Regions from separate parts of the Macaca mulatta genome. Here all the other regions are linked to region 3. The links are chromatin contacts, called in public Hi-C maps. All regions are on one chromosome and are shown on one strand. Each heading gives the region's core, a stretch centred on a gene start, on an enhancer-like site or on the middle of the called end of the contact. The rest is flanking DNA. Distances are from core to core; before and after follow the strand shown. Region 1 holds the start of TOMM5 (translocase of outer mitochondrial membrane 5). Region 2 holds the start of FBXO10 (F-box protein 10). Region 3 holds the start of DCAF10 (DDB1 and CUL4 associated factor 10).

The links. Hi-C and Micro-C count contacts between places; a contact is called where the count stands out from the background.
Region 1: a contact with region 3 is called in a Hi-C map of liver, with 2.3 times the contacts expected there. The contact joins the promoter of TOMM5 here to the promoter of DCAF10 in region 3. A contact is called at or near these places in 2 of 14 Hi-C or Micro-C datasets (fetal cortical plate and liver).
Region 2: a contact with region 3 is called in a Hi-C map of fetal cortex germinal zone, with 2.7 times the contacts expected there. The contact joins the promoter of FBXO10 here to the promoter of DCAF10 in region 3. A contact is called at or near these places in 2 of 14 Hi-C or Micro-C datasets (fetal cortex germinal zone and fetal cortical plate).

Annotation. Positions count from the first base shown.
Region 1 is chr15:62,013,278-62,017,773 of T2T-MMU8v2.0, forward strand. TOMM5 (translocase of outer mitochondrial membrane 5) reads left to right here and starts at 1,786. Exons shown (of 2, transcript XM_015117420.3): 1 at 1,786-1,956. The coding sequence starts at 1,836.
Region 2 is chr15:62,031,192-62,035,984 of T2T-MMU8v2.0, forward strand. FBXO10 (F-box protein 10) reads left to right here and starts at 2,003. Exons shown (of 12, transcript XM_077965682.1): 1 at 2,003-2,103; 2 at 2,601-2,735.
Region 3 is chr15:61,795,910-61,800,279 of T2T-MMU8v2.0, forward strand. DCAF10 (DDB1 and CUL4 associated factor 10) reads right to left here and starts at 1,752. Exons shown (of 6, transcript XM_015117418.3): 1 at 1,120-1,752. The coding sequence starts at 1,658. It also overlaps a transcript of EXOSC3 not described here.

The sequences.
Region 1 (4,496 bases), core at 536-3,035, 220 kb after region 3:
AGTTGCTCTCATAGTAAATAATTGTCCTGATTTATCCAAAGTCCATTGCTGCTATGCAATATGCAATCAAGAAGGAACATTCTGGTTTTGAATTATGTGAGCAATTCAGTCATCTGGGCTTGTGTGTAAGAAGTAGATATGGCTAGTTGGCTTGTGTAACTTGGGGCAGCAGCCTACTCACTCGGTTTGGATGCTTCTGTGACAGGAAATCTGGTTGCATCAAACTCCTAACTCCAGCGATGTCCATTCATGTGGGCACTGTTAAAGACTAACAGATGAGCAGTAGGGTGCAGGGGAAAGATAATTCAACTTGACATGATAATTTTCTGCATTAGAACCCTGTCCTGTGCATCACCAGCAGAATGACTTCAGACTTTAGTGCACTTTAGACTTCAGCTGCGATGTTCCAGATCAAGGGGCTCACACCAAAGCTGGACTTGGTTTCTGAGCCTCCTTCTACTCTTCTGTAAAATGCTGATCAGATTTGAACTTGCTTTATACATATTGTGTTACTTGGCTAACAGTATTTTAAAGACCTCTGTGCTTCAATAATCTGTAAAAAGGCCAGGTGCAGTGGCTCATGCCTGTAATCACCGCACTTTTGGAGGCCGAGGTGGGCAGATCACCTGAGGTCAGGAGTTTAAGACCAGCCTGGCCAACATGGTGAATCCCCGTCTCTACAAAAACTACAAAATTTAGCCAGGCATGGTGGTGCGCACCTGTAATCCCAGCTACTCAGGAGGCTGAGGCAGGAGAATCACTTGAACCTGGGAAGCAGAGGTTGCAGTGAGCTGAAATCGCGCCACTGTACTCTGGCCTGGGCGGCAGAGCGAGACTCTGTATCCAAAAAAAAAAAAAAAAAGTTTCATCTTTGTCTCTTTAACTTATGTAAAATTTCAAACACAGTCAAGAAAGACTAGAATAATTAACTAATATGAAGTCACCAGTTTTTAATATTTTGCTGACATCATTTATCTCTCTCAATACTTTTTCCCCTCTGAGGTATTTTTAAGCACATTTGGGGGCCGGGCGCGGTAGCTCACGCCTGTAATCCCAGCACTTTGGGAGGCGGGGGCGAGAGGATCGCTTGGATCCTGGAACCCAGGAGTTCCAGATCAGTCTCAACAACAACAATTAGCAATAAAAAATAAATAAAAATCAAAGCACATTTGAGCAAATTGTTTTAAAGATCTCTGTGCTTCAATTTTCTAATCTAGGAAATGACGATTATAATATCGAATTCACAGGTGACAATTATACTGAATATTCAATAAATGTTAGTTATCACTGTTTACAGTGGTACCTTATGTGCACAGCCCCCTCCAGGGCGTAAAAGCACTTTGCAGCGCAGCGCTCCAGGTTCAAGACAGATGTTATTGTTGTTGTTGTTATTATTATTATTATTATTATTATTATTATTATTATTTTGAGACGGAGTCTCGCTCTGTCGCCCAGGCTGGAGTGCAGTGGCGCGATCTCGGCTCACTGCAACCTCCGCCTCCTGGGTTCAAGCGATTTTCCTGCCTCAGCCTCCCGAGTAGCTGGGATTATAGGCACGCGCCACCGAGTCGGGCTGATTTTTGTATAAGATAGATGTTATTAAAGACAGCGTGGAGAAACCCAAGTCTGCGTTGCTGAGATTGCTGCCGCCCGCCTCAGACCGCACTTCAGATCCGCTGGGTCAGGACGTGGAATGTCCCTTGCAGGTATCCATCGTCCAGTGTGGCAAGGGGGGGGGCGGGAACAGGAAGTGGGGATAGGCCCAGTTCCGGGCGCGAGGCGGCCACTGGGAAGAGGAGAGCGCGGCATCTGGAAACTGCATAGTCAGAGCCGCGATGTTCCGGATTGAGGGCCTCGCGCCGAAGCTGGACCCGGAGGAGATGAAACGGAAGATGCGCGAGGATGTGATCTCCTCCATACGGAACTTTCTCATCTACGTGGCCCTGCTGCGAGTCAGTGAGTGTCTCCCGGGCTGTGACTGTGAGACTAGCGGGGAGCTCACCGGCGGGCACCCCTTAACTCTAATCCTACAGGCCATCGGGGCCCTTGAACTGAGCTGAACGGTAGCGGGGAGCAAGGAGGGTACGCGTTGAGGGCGACGGGCATATGCGCGGTTTGAGGTCTGCGGGTCAGGGTCGGGGCACTGAAGTGCACGTGGTGGCCCGGCGCGCGTGGTTAATCATCCTGGTTCTCCCAGCTTTAAGAATGTTTGAGCTGCCAGGCGCGTTGGCTTACGCCTGTAATGCTACCCAGCACTTTGTGAGGCCGAGGCGGGCGGATCATTTGGGGTCAGGAGTTCGTGGTGGCGGGCTTCTGTAATCCCAGCTCCTCGGGAGACTAAGGTGGGAGGATTGCTTGAACCCAGGAGGCGGAGGTTGCAGTGAGCCGAGATCGCGACACTGCACTCCAGCTTGGGTGACAGAACAAGACCCCATCTCAAAAAAAAAGAATGTTTGAGCTGAAAGAGCTTAAGTAATGATCCCTAGAGGAACTCCCTCGTTTTGCAGACAGAGAAACGGAACCAGAGTAGGGAAGGTCACTCAGCGATTCAGTGAATGATCTTGACCTAAAATCCAGAACTCTTAACTCAATACCAGGTTCCTTCCCTCTCTTTTCTTTTCTTTTCTTTTCTTTTCTTTTCTTTTCTTTTCTTTTCTTTTCTTTTCTTTCTTTCTTTCTTTCTTTCTTTTCCTTCCTTCCTTCCTTCCTTCCTCCCTCCCTCCCTCCCTCCCTTCCTTCCCTCCCTCCCTTCCTTCCTCTTTCCTTCTCGAGACAGTCTCGCCTGTTGAGTTCAAGTCATTCTACTACCTCAACCTCCCGAGTAGCTGAGATTATAGGCGTGTGCCACCACGCCCGGCTAATATTTTTATTTTTAGTAGAGATGGGTGTTTCACCATGTTGGCCAGGCTGGTCTCGAACTCTTGACCTCAGGTGATCCGCCTGCCTGGGCCTCCCAAAGTGCTGGGATTACAGGCGTGAACCAGCGGCCAGGTTCCTTCCCATTCAAAAGTGCTGACCTTTGAAATCCAAAAAGTTTTGCTTCATCTCTGTTTCTTTGTATAGAGGGTGAAGTAAATGATTACTTTTTTGGAAGAAATGGGAAAAAAGAATATGAATCTATAGGATTAATGCAAATATTTGAGGGTTTTTTTTTTTCTATATTTTACAATTGACAGGAAGTTACTCCCATTATATAGTCTTGACAGTGGACCTTTGAGGGAGGCAGGGCCTAAGATTCTTCATATCATTTTACATATGAAAACTTGATTTTCAGAGGGGACTTAGCAAGGAAGGACGGTATCAGAGTTATAGGAACACTGAACATAAGAACTGGAAGCAGCTTTATGATCAGTTCTCGAATGCCCTGCCTTCTCATTCTCAATTCAGTATGCTTTCCATTGTTCCTTGCAGTATATTATTGGCCAGCCAGTCTGGATGGAGTGGCAGGGATGGTTCAAATAAATGAAGGCCATACCAAGGTCATCCTATTGAAGGCTCATGTTCGGCCTAGGCTGAGATCTCCCTTATTGTGTGTCTCTTTCACTGTCTGTGGTATTACTCTGCTTTCACAGGAGATCAAGTCTTGGGGAACAGAAACACCCATGTCATCCTACTTCAACAGCTTCTTGCAACTCCCAAATTTACTTATTTCCTGCCTCCTGCCTTTTTCATTGATCTAGCTGCCAGTAAAATATTTGCTGCTTCTCAGTGATCTTTGTATTTGATATGAATTGTTTATTTTCACTTTTAAGTTGAAATATAATTTGTACATTATAAAATATACCCATTTAAAGTGTACAATTTAGTGGTTTTTAGCAAAGTCAGTTGTGCAGCCATCACAATTTGACAATATTTTCTTTCCCCCTAGAAGAAACACCATATGCATTCATTGTTACCCCATTTTCCCTTTTCTACAGCCTTTCACAGCTACTAATCTACTTTTTCTCTATGGATTTGTCTATTCTGGATTTTTTTTTTTTTTTTGAGACAGGGTCTTGCTCTGTTGCCCAAGCTAGAGGGCAGAGGTGGAGGCTGCGGTGATTGTGACTCACAGCAACCTCGACCTCCTGGGCTCAAGTGATCCAACTACTTTCAGCCTCCTGAGTAACTAAAACTGCAGGCACACGCCAGCACGCCCTGCTAATTTTTGTAGACACGAGGTTTCATTTTGTTGCCCAGGTCGGTCTCGAACTACTGGGCTCTATCAATCCTTCTCATTTCTACCTTCCAGTGTGTTGGGATTACAGGTGTGGGCCACCACACCTGGCCCTGGATATTTCATTTAAATGAAATTGTCAAATGCATGGCCTTTTGTGTCTGGCTTATTTCACTTAGCATAAGGTTTTCAAGATTCATCCATGTTGTAGCATGTGTCAGAACTTCATTTTGATGGCTAAATAAGTTTCCATTGGAAGGATATATCACATTTTGCTTATCCATTGATTATTTCACGGATTTTTTTCTGTCGTTAAGAATTAGTAGAAAAGGTTGGATAT
Region 2 (4,793 bases), core at 753-3,252, 240 kb after region 3:
AAATTATTGTTAACTATAGTCACAGTCACTCTACTGTGCTATCGAATGCTAAAATTTATTCCTTCTTTCCACTTCTGTACCCATTAACCAACCTCTCTCTATCCCCTTCCCCTCCCAGCCTCTCTGGTAACTGTCATTCTACTTGCCAACTCCATGAGATCAACTTTTTAGCTCCCACGTATGAGTGACAACATTCAATATTTGTCTTTCTATGCATGGCTTATTTCACTTTACATAATGACGTCTAGTTCCATCTGTGTTGCTGCAAATGACAGGCTGAATAGTATTCTGTTGTGTATATATGCCACATTCTTTTTATCCATTCATCTGTTGATGAATACTTAGGTTGCTTCCATATCTTGGCTATTGTGAATAGTGCTACAATAAACACGGGGATCCAGGCATACCTTTGATATGCTGATTTACATTCTGGATAAATATCCAGCAGTGGGACTGCTGGATCATATGACAGTTCTAGTTTTAGTTTTTTGAGAAACCTCCATACATTTTTCTATAATGGCTGTATAATTCAGTGTATGAGAGTTCCCTTTTCTCCATGTCCTCACCAGCATTTGTTATTTTTTTTGTCTTTTTGTTAATAGCCATTCTAACTGACAGTGTCAAATTTAACAAGTTCAAATGGGAGTTCTTGATCTGCCCCCACTTCCAAATATGTTCCCCTTACAATAGTTCCCATTTCAATAAATATCACCTCCATGGGCCCAGTAAGTAGGTTAAGCTACCAATCTCTGCTTCCACTCTTAACTCCTGTCTTCACATAGTAGCTGACATACTGTTTTAAAAGGTATCAAATCCTCCACCCCTTCAGTGGCTTCCTGTTACATACAATTTTAAAATCCTTATCATGGCCTACTAAGTGCTGCATGATCTGGCCCCTGCCTACCTTTCTGATCTCACTTCTCCCCGTTAAAAAGCTTCAGAGAAGCTAGACGTTTTCCATTTCCACAAAGAGCAATCTTTTCTCCTTCAGCCCAATCCACTTGGCCCAAGAGCTTTCACAGGGCTTACCCTGCCCCGCTTCCATTTGGCTCTTTATCTTACTCTGAGAGGTCTTCCTTGACTACCCTTCCTTGGTCCCTAATTTATTTAGTTTTATTTTTGAAACAAGAGGCTCACCCTGTCACCCAGGCTGGAGTGCAGTGGCATGATCATGGCTCACTGTTAACCTCGAACTCCTGGGCTCGAGCGATCTTTCCTCCAGCCTTGGCCTCCAAAAGCGCTGGGATTACAGGCATGAACCACCACACCTGGCCCCTATTTATAAATTACAGTTCCTTCCGTACATTTTCTACAATTTTAAAGACATATTGGTTTAAATGACGCTTGATTACTGTCTACTTTCTCCACTACAGAATTAACTTAAGGAGAATAGGAACCATACCTGCTTTGTTCAGTTTTGTGCTCGTAATAGTAACGGCACCAGCAGCAACAAACATACAGCATTTACTTTGTGGCAGGCATTATGCTAAGCGCCATACATACAACTAATTTAATATGTACTCCTAGTATATTGTCTGGACGTAGCCAATGGTCAGGTTGTTCAATGAATGAACCCAGCCCCTACATGCTCACCTACAGGGAGCCTAGCACCCCTGGAAACTGCTCCTTATACTGTTAGATAACTGGTGCTCGCAGGAATCTTATTTACACCGTATTGGCCTTAGCATGTCTCCCTGCAGTTTCCACCCACTGGTTCTATTTCTGCCCCTTCTGGGGCCACGCAACACGAGCCTGAATCGTCCTTCCGCAAGCTCGCCTTTGCAGTACCCGAAGACCCACGCGCCCCCTCCTGGTCTCCATTCCTCCCACCTCCCGGTGCCCCTCCGGCAGATACAGCTTTTCTGCGCGGTGGTCGGGAAGCCCAGCCCCGGCTAGCCAGCTGCTCCCGGCATCCTTCGCCGCCTTGCGCGTCACGTGACGGCCGCGGCCCCACACGATCCCCAGGCAGCTGTCCGCCCCCGGGCGGGGCTGGCCGCACGCCGCAGTCCTACCGGCTGCTGCGGCTCCGGGGCGGGTGGCGGGTGGCTTCCAGGGCACGGGCGGCCGCGGCCCGGACTCCGTGGTGGGCGAGCGCCCTGCGAGGTAAGCGGCCGGTGCGCAGAGGCTGCGGGCGAACTTGGGCGTCGGGGGAGGGGACCCGGGGCGCTTCCCCAGGCGACCGACCCAGGAAACGCCGTTCGGTCCTGGCCGAGACTGAGCGTCTGGTCGGGCTTCGGGCATCAGGGGTCTGGCAGAAACGTGAGGGGTGCCCTCAGGCCGCCCGCGGCTCCGCGCTCTCCCGGCACCCGGAGGCTCAGGCACCCAGACGGAGAGCTGTGCCTTGGTTTCCCCTCCCGTAAAACTACCGGACGCCGAGGATGTATCTCAGCGGTGCCTCCAGCCCTGAGATTTTTCGAGTGTGTAAGTGAAGTCGAAGAAGAAACTGACTCTTGGGATGGGGAAGACCCTTCACCTAGGAACGCAGGGGCAAATATGGGTCTGGGCATCCACTGTGTGTTTTATGCAAATCGCAAGCCTCTCAGAGACGGTTTCTTCATTTTTAAACAAAAGTGATAACGCCTGTCCTGCCTCGCTCTTAGGACTGCAGTGAAGAACAGAGGGGAAAGTCATTTGAGGAGCCAGAACTCGAGTCAGCTGTGGGTTCAGATCCCAGTTCTGCCACTTATTGGCTTTGTGACCTTGAGCCAGATTGATTCCTCATCTGTTAAAAGGAGGTAATAAGCTCATAGGTTGCTGGGAGGATTAATTGTAAAGGGTTTAGCACACAGTGTCTAGCACAAAAGCCTCAGTAGATAATGCTGTTAATATAAGCATTATTAGTAAGCTAGAGATTGCCCCACGTAAGGGTTTTTTTGGTTTTTGTTTTGTTTTGTTTTAGGCAGAATAATCACTTTTGTTTCTATATTTTTAGTCCTGAAAACTGCCGTTTTGGTTTTAAGACCTCTTCCCTTTTTCTCATTCTGGGCCCCCTTTGCCTTCTCTTTTACAATTGGCATATGAACCTGTTGTTCCTACTATATGAGTCAGGCTGGATGGGAACGTCAATTTACTTGAGCAGATGGGTATCAGATTCCCTCTGAGGGGAGAGAAAAGTGCCAGGCATGTGTTGCCACCAAAAAAAACCAGAGTACAGTGATTGACTGTCAGAGCTGGAGGATGCCTGGGAAACCATCTAATCCAGCTGTCTCCTTTGCAAATGGAGAGACTGGACCCAGAAGGACGACAGGACTTTGATTTTGCTCAGGACCCAACAGAGTGTTGGCAATGGGTAGTGGAGAGGACGGACCTTTTACCAGGCGCTGTGCTTTCCCTCAGTTCTAATCTCATTCTGCGTTTATTCAGCAGCTATATGGAACCCCTACTGTGTCTTGTACACCTACTAGGATCTGGACATAGAGCAGTGAACAAGACACACATGGTCCCTGTCCTCACGGGGCTTTTTCTAGAGCTAGCTGTGTTAGTTTGAGGTTATATAATGTTTTTTATATATATATATCCATCTCCCTGCCCGTTCTCATTACATTTTAAAATAACAATAAGCTGCAGCTCGCAGTGAGCTTACCTCATAGCAGCTGGCCTCCAGGGATAGGAGCACACAGAGACCTGAATTATTTCAGGATCCCTCACACCAGTTCCAGAGCCCTTGTTGGAGCCTGGTGAGATTTGAGAGACTGGAGAAAAAGCTGCTCTGTCAGGGCTTTTAAGAAAGGATTTCCTTCTGCCCTGGAGCACTTGGATTTCTTTGTATTTCTGGTTTCAGGCCTCTTATTGTTTTTAGATTTCTGAAAAGAGCCGACTTCACCGTAGTGCCTTCATTTTGGTTGCCGTGGTTATCAGGGGAATTGTATTTTTGTGATCGCACAAGTAGCTGTTAAGCAATAAATGGTCAAGCAGTCACCAGTTCACCATGAGTTTCCGTTCTCTGGTTTGTTTCAGTTGCAGTGCAGTTACACTATTCCTTCCTTCCCTCCCTCCTTTTTTCCTTCAATAAACTTGCATTGGTGGCCGTGCCAAGCGGAGTGGGAGTGAGTAGAAATAGATAAAAACATACGTAGACTTTGGCCTTAGGGACCTCAGATTCTTTGGCAGGGATAAAACTGAGGGCAGATTAGTGGGGGCTCTAATGATGTAGATAGGGAGTCAGCAAGAGCTCTCAGAGATGGGAGGGATGGTGTCCTGGGCAACCAAGAAGACATCACTTGCTTTTCACAGGATGATGTGAAATAAACAAATTCCTTTTACCTGCTTCAGTCAGGAAATAGATGGAACAAGCTTTGTTCTTTCAGTTTGCCTTAATGAATGAACCTATTCTTGAGTTACCTGTCCTGGCTTTTGTTTGAAATGTCTGCTAGTTTCTCTCATTACCCTCTTTCTGTTAGTTTAGCGATTATTAGTTTCCCAGTCGTCTAAAATGTTTGATATTGTATACGTAAAGGAATGTATACAAAGAGACATTTGATTAAGATTTTTGTCTATTTCAGTTTAGATGTTTAACATATATGTCTCATTTCACAAGTTGGGTTTAAATTCACTCATATATTTCCTTATTTTTTCTAAGTAGACTCCCAAGTCCTCTGTAATGCCCTTATTAGTGAGAATTCCAGTGTCTCCTTCTCCAAGCTCTCTGGGGCTTATACATTCCAAAGAGGTCAGTCTTACTGTCACTCTCCAGAGGGGAGAGAACTGCATTGTCTGAGGAGTCCACACACATTGTCATTCCTGACACCGCTATATGGCATCACTGTTGAGCTGTCCTACACAGTCCACGAATG
Region 3 (4,370 bases), core at 502-3,001:
GCTGCCCTTCTACGACCTTTGACATACCAATCATCTCCATTTGAAATATTTCTATCCCTTTACCAACCCTATCTTGACTAATTTATTTCCTACTCATTTTTTTGATTTTGATTTAGGTGTCACTTCCTCAGGGAATCCGTGAACACAGAGTCCTTAACAGGTTCCTTCAAGACTTTATCTCAATTAACAAATATATTTTATGCATTATTTGGTAAGGCTGTCTACTATCTAGTTGAACCATTAAGTCCCAGGCTCAATGAAAACAGTGCCATTAGCTGGTTTTGCTCAGCACGGTTACTCCCGCATTTGGAACACAGCAAGTGCTCAACAAATACACGCCGAATGAGAGAATGAATGAATGAACACCTGGGTAAACAACCAGCAACCGAGAGGCTTTGATGGGATAAGAATTACATTAACTATGTCACCTCATGGTGGAACTGTGCAAATTTTTTCTTTTGATGGCGGACTTGTGTACTGACAAGAAAGTTTTAAATAGATACGATTTTGGAAACTTCCTGTTAAACCAAAGCCATACAATAAATATTTAATCAGCCAAGAAAAAGGCTGTAGTCTAGCCTGGAGACTTCACAAATGACCCAAATCATGAGAGCCACGTCTCTACAGTGTCTTAGTACTGTATCTTCCTTGAGCAAACGACGCACTTGTCCCATCATGGCAAGTTCAGCTACAGAGTGCAAGGAATCTACAGCCTTCCTACCCCGACACAGGTTTAGGTGGGAAAACGCGAGCCTAGGATGGGGAGAACGTGGACATTTATTCAAAATGTATTTACTGAGCACCTACTGTGTCCCAGAATGCCCTAGTTGTGGGTTGGCTCTGACAGGTCCGCTGTGTGGCTTCGGGCATTTCTCCTTCACGGAGCCCACGTCCTGAAGGCGAGCAAGTGGGGCCCCGCCTTCCTGCCTCAAAAAGCTGGGCTGGGGGTTCCAGGGGGCGAGAATGCGCTTCAGAAAGTGCCAGGAGGCACGAAGGCCAGCGGCTCCAAACGGCCTTGCTAACCTCGGCCCGGGCCGGGGGAGCGAGCCCAGGACTGCCGTCCGCTGGCAGCTGAGCCGGGCGGAGGCGGGCGCCCGCCCTCCGAGGGGCCGCGCTTACCCGTCGGGCGAGTACTCCAGGTTGAAGACGGCGCCGTGGGTGCGGGTGCTGAGGTACACCGAGTCCGCGGGATGGATGGAACCGTAGAGGCTAGTCATGGTGCGAAAATTGTCCCGCGCCGGGTCCACGAACAGCCCGCGGCCCAGGCTGCGCTCTTTCAGCCACCCGAACAGCCTGGCGCCAGGGCCGCCCAGGCCCGCGCAGAGGCCGTGTCGGCCCCGGCTCTCGGCCTTGCAGTCTGGCCCGGGCCGCCGGCGCGGAGGGGAGGGAGGTGACGGCTCTCCCTGGGCGGAGGCAGCCGAGGACTCCGGAGCTCCGGGCAGCCCGAGCTCTCCGGAGCGCGGGGCCGGGGACAGCGATGGGGCGCCGGGGCGGCGAGGGCTCCGGGCGGGTGGAGGGGGATGGGTCGCATCAGCCCCGGGATGTAGCGGCGAGGGCGGCCTAGTGGCTGCTGCCTGCCCCTCGTGGGGCGCCGGCTCCTCAGCCCCGGCTTCGGCCGATCCGTCCCCTCCAGGGCTATGAGGCCCGAAGGGAAACATGACCAACGCCCCCGCCCCCCGCTCCGGGCCACTGCCCCGCCGGCCGACACCTCAGTGCCCCCGTTCAGCTGCCACTTCCGGCGTGCAGCGGCCTAACGTCACCGGCTGGAAACCCGCGCCGCCCCCCCACCCCCCGGCCACCGTCCGCCGGGGACCGGGAAAGCTGAGACACCGCCGGGCTTGGGGCGCCGCAGCCCCGGGAATGGAGGTAGGGAGCGAGCAGTTGCCTGTGTGAGTGACTGAGGATGCCGGGGGCTGGGCTATATGGGGCGTTAGCATCTGGGCACCTGAACTGGGTGGCAGAGAGTCGGTCTGTAGTTGTCAGTGAGTGGTGGCCGCGAGCCTGGAAATGAGTGACCTGACCAGTCAGTCCTGTGAGGCTGAGTATGTACTGGTGTCTCCACTTTACACTGGGATCAGCGAGGGATTAAAAATTAGTGCATTATGTGCAGGCCACACAGAATAGGTGGCATGCCATTCTTTTTTTTTTTTTTTTGAGATGGAATCTTGCTGTGTCGCCCAGGCTGGAGTGCAGTGGCGTGATCTGGCTTCACTGCAACCTCCGTCTCCTGGGTTCAGGCAGTTCTCTGCCTCAGCCTCCCGAGTAGCTGGGATTACAGGCGCGGGCCACCACACCCAGCTAATTTTTTTTTTTTTTTTTTTTTTTTTTTTTTTTTTGTACTTTTAGTAGAGACGAGGTTTCACCATCTTGGCCTGGCTGGTCTTGAACTCCTGACCTCGTGATCCACCCGCCTCAGCCTCCCCAAGTGCTAGGATTACAGGCATGAGCCACTGCACCTGGCCAGTGTGCCCAACTCTTAAAGGCACAAGTTCAGGGTGACCACAGGCAACTTCTTCCAAAACCTATTTGTCACAAGACAGAGAGACTCAGAGGAAACAGGTTTGGATGTGCTACCCAAGGAATGGCTGAGATAGCCAGTCTGTGTATCTGGGCTTAAATGAAAGATGGCAAATAGGTGATGGTTACTTTTATGGATCAACTTTACTGGGCTAAGTGATGCCCAGATAGCTTGGAAAAACATTATTTCTGTGTGTGCCTGTGAGGGCATTTCCAGGACAGATTAGCATTTGAATCAATAGAAGATCTGCCCTCACCAATGTGGACAGGCATCATCCTATTCATTAAAGACTGAAAAGGAACAAAAAGGCAGAAGAAGGGTGATTTTACTTTCTCTTCTTAAGTTGGGACATATCCATCTTCTGCCCTTAGACATCAGAACTCTTGGTGCTCCTGGTTTTGGACTTGGGGACTCATCGTCAGTTTTCGGGCCTTCAGTCTTGGACTGGGAGTTTTATACCATTAGCTCCTCTGATTCTCACACCTTCAGACTCGGACTGAATTACACCACCATATTTCCTGGTTCTCCAGCTTGCAGACCGAAGGTCATGGGACTCTGCTACAACGATATGAACCAATTCCCATACTAAATGTTCTCTTGTATGTATATCTCCTATTGCTTCCACTTCTCTGGAAAACCCCTGGATGGGTCCTATCTACTGTAGCAGCCTACTTGCCTGGCGTTCACTCTCTTCATATGTATGCCAGCACGTGTGTCCTACTGAACCCATCCTAGAAGGCCTAGGCTGTCGAATTTTGTAGCTGTTACCTAGCTTTCCTTGCCTACTAGCCAGAGTAGGACAACTATTTGAGTAACCACTCTATAGATTAGCCACTGGTCCAGGAGGCTGCCAGACCAAAAGTCTTTGCCGATACAGACTCATGCTTTTGGGAATTTGAATTGGGAAATCAGAAGTGAGGCAGTTGGCCATGATGGTTGGGACTGAAAAGTCATAAGGCAGAGTGAGGCCACTGGAGTCCTGAGCAAACCAAAGGAATAAGAGAAATCATGAGAAAGCAGCAGCCATGAGAGAGAACAGACTCGGGGTAGAGGGTGAGGAAGAAAGTTGATGGCAGGAGGAGATACAGATACATAAAAAGAGACAGACTCAGAACAGGCTAGACTTGTTCTTGGCAGAGTCCCCTAGGGTCTTCCTGCAGAGTCCTTGAGGTACCAGAATGATGGCTCAGTTTCAGTTTCAGTTTCCTGTGGGATGATCACTTGATTTCACAATACCTGAACCAGGACTCATGCACTGACAAGAAGAATCAAGGGCCAGGCACAGTAGCTCACACCTGTAATCTCAGTGCTTTGGGAGGCCAAGGTAGGAGGATCTTTTTTTTTTTTCCCAGGGTCTCACTCTGTTGACCATTGTAGAGTGTAGTAATACAGTCGTGGCTCACTGCAGCCTCAACCTCCCAAGCTCAAGCGGCAGGAAGATCCTTTGAGGGCAAGGAGTTTGAGACCAGCCTGGGCAACATCATGAAACTCTGTCTGTCTATGAAAAATAACAAAATCATTCCATTGTGGTGATGCATGCTTGTAGTCCTAGTTGCTCGTAAGGCTGAGCCAGGAGGATCCCTTGAGCCCAGGAGTTCAAGGTTAAACGAGCTATGATCACCCCACTGCACTTCAGCCTGAGCAACAGAGTGAGACCCCATTTCAAAAAAAAAAGAATCGGAATGACAACCAGGAAAACAAATGTGTCCTTTCAACCAGGGAGCCTTCTGTAGCCCAAAGAAAACAATGTACTCAAGGAGTGGTAAGTGATCCTATCATATAAGCTTATTGAAAAATAAAAAGCAAACATTCATATAATGTTTAGTATGTGCCTAATATTATGCTGAGTAAA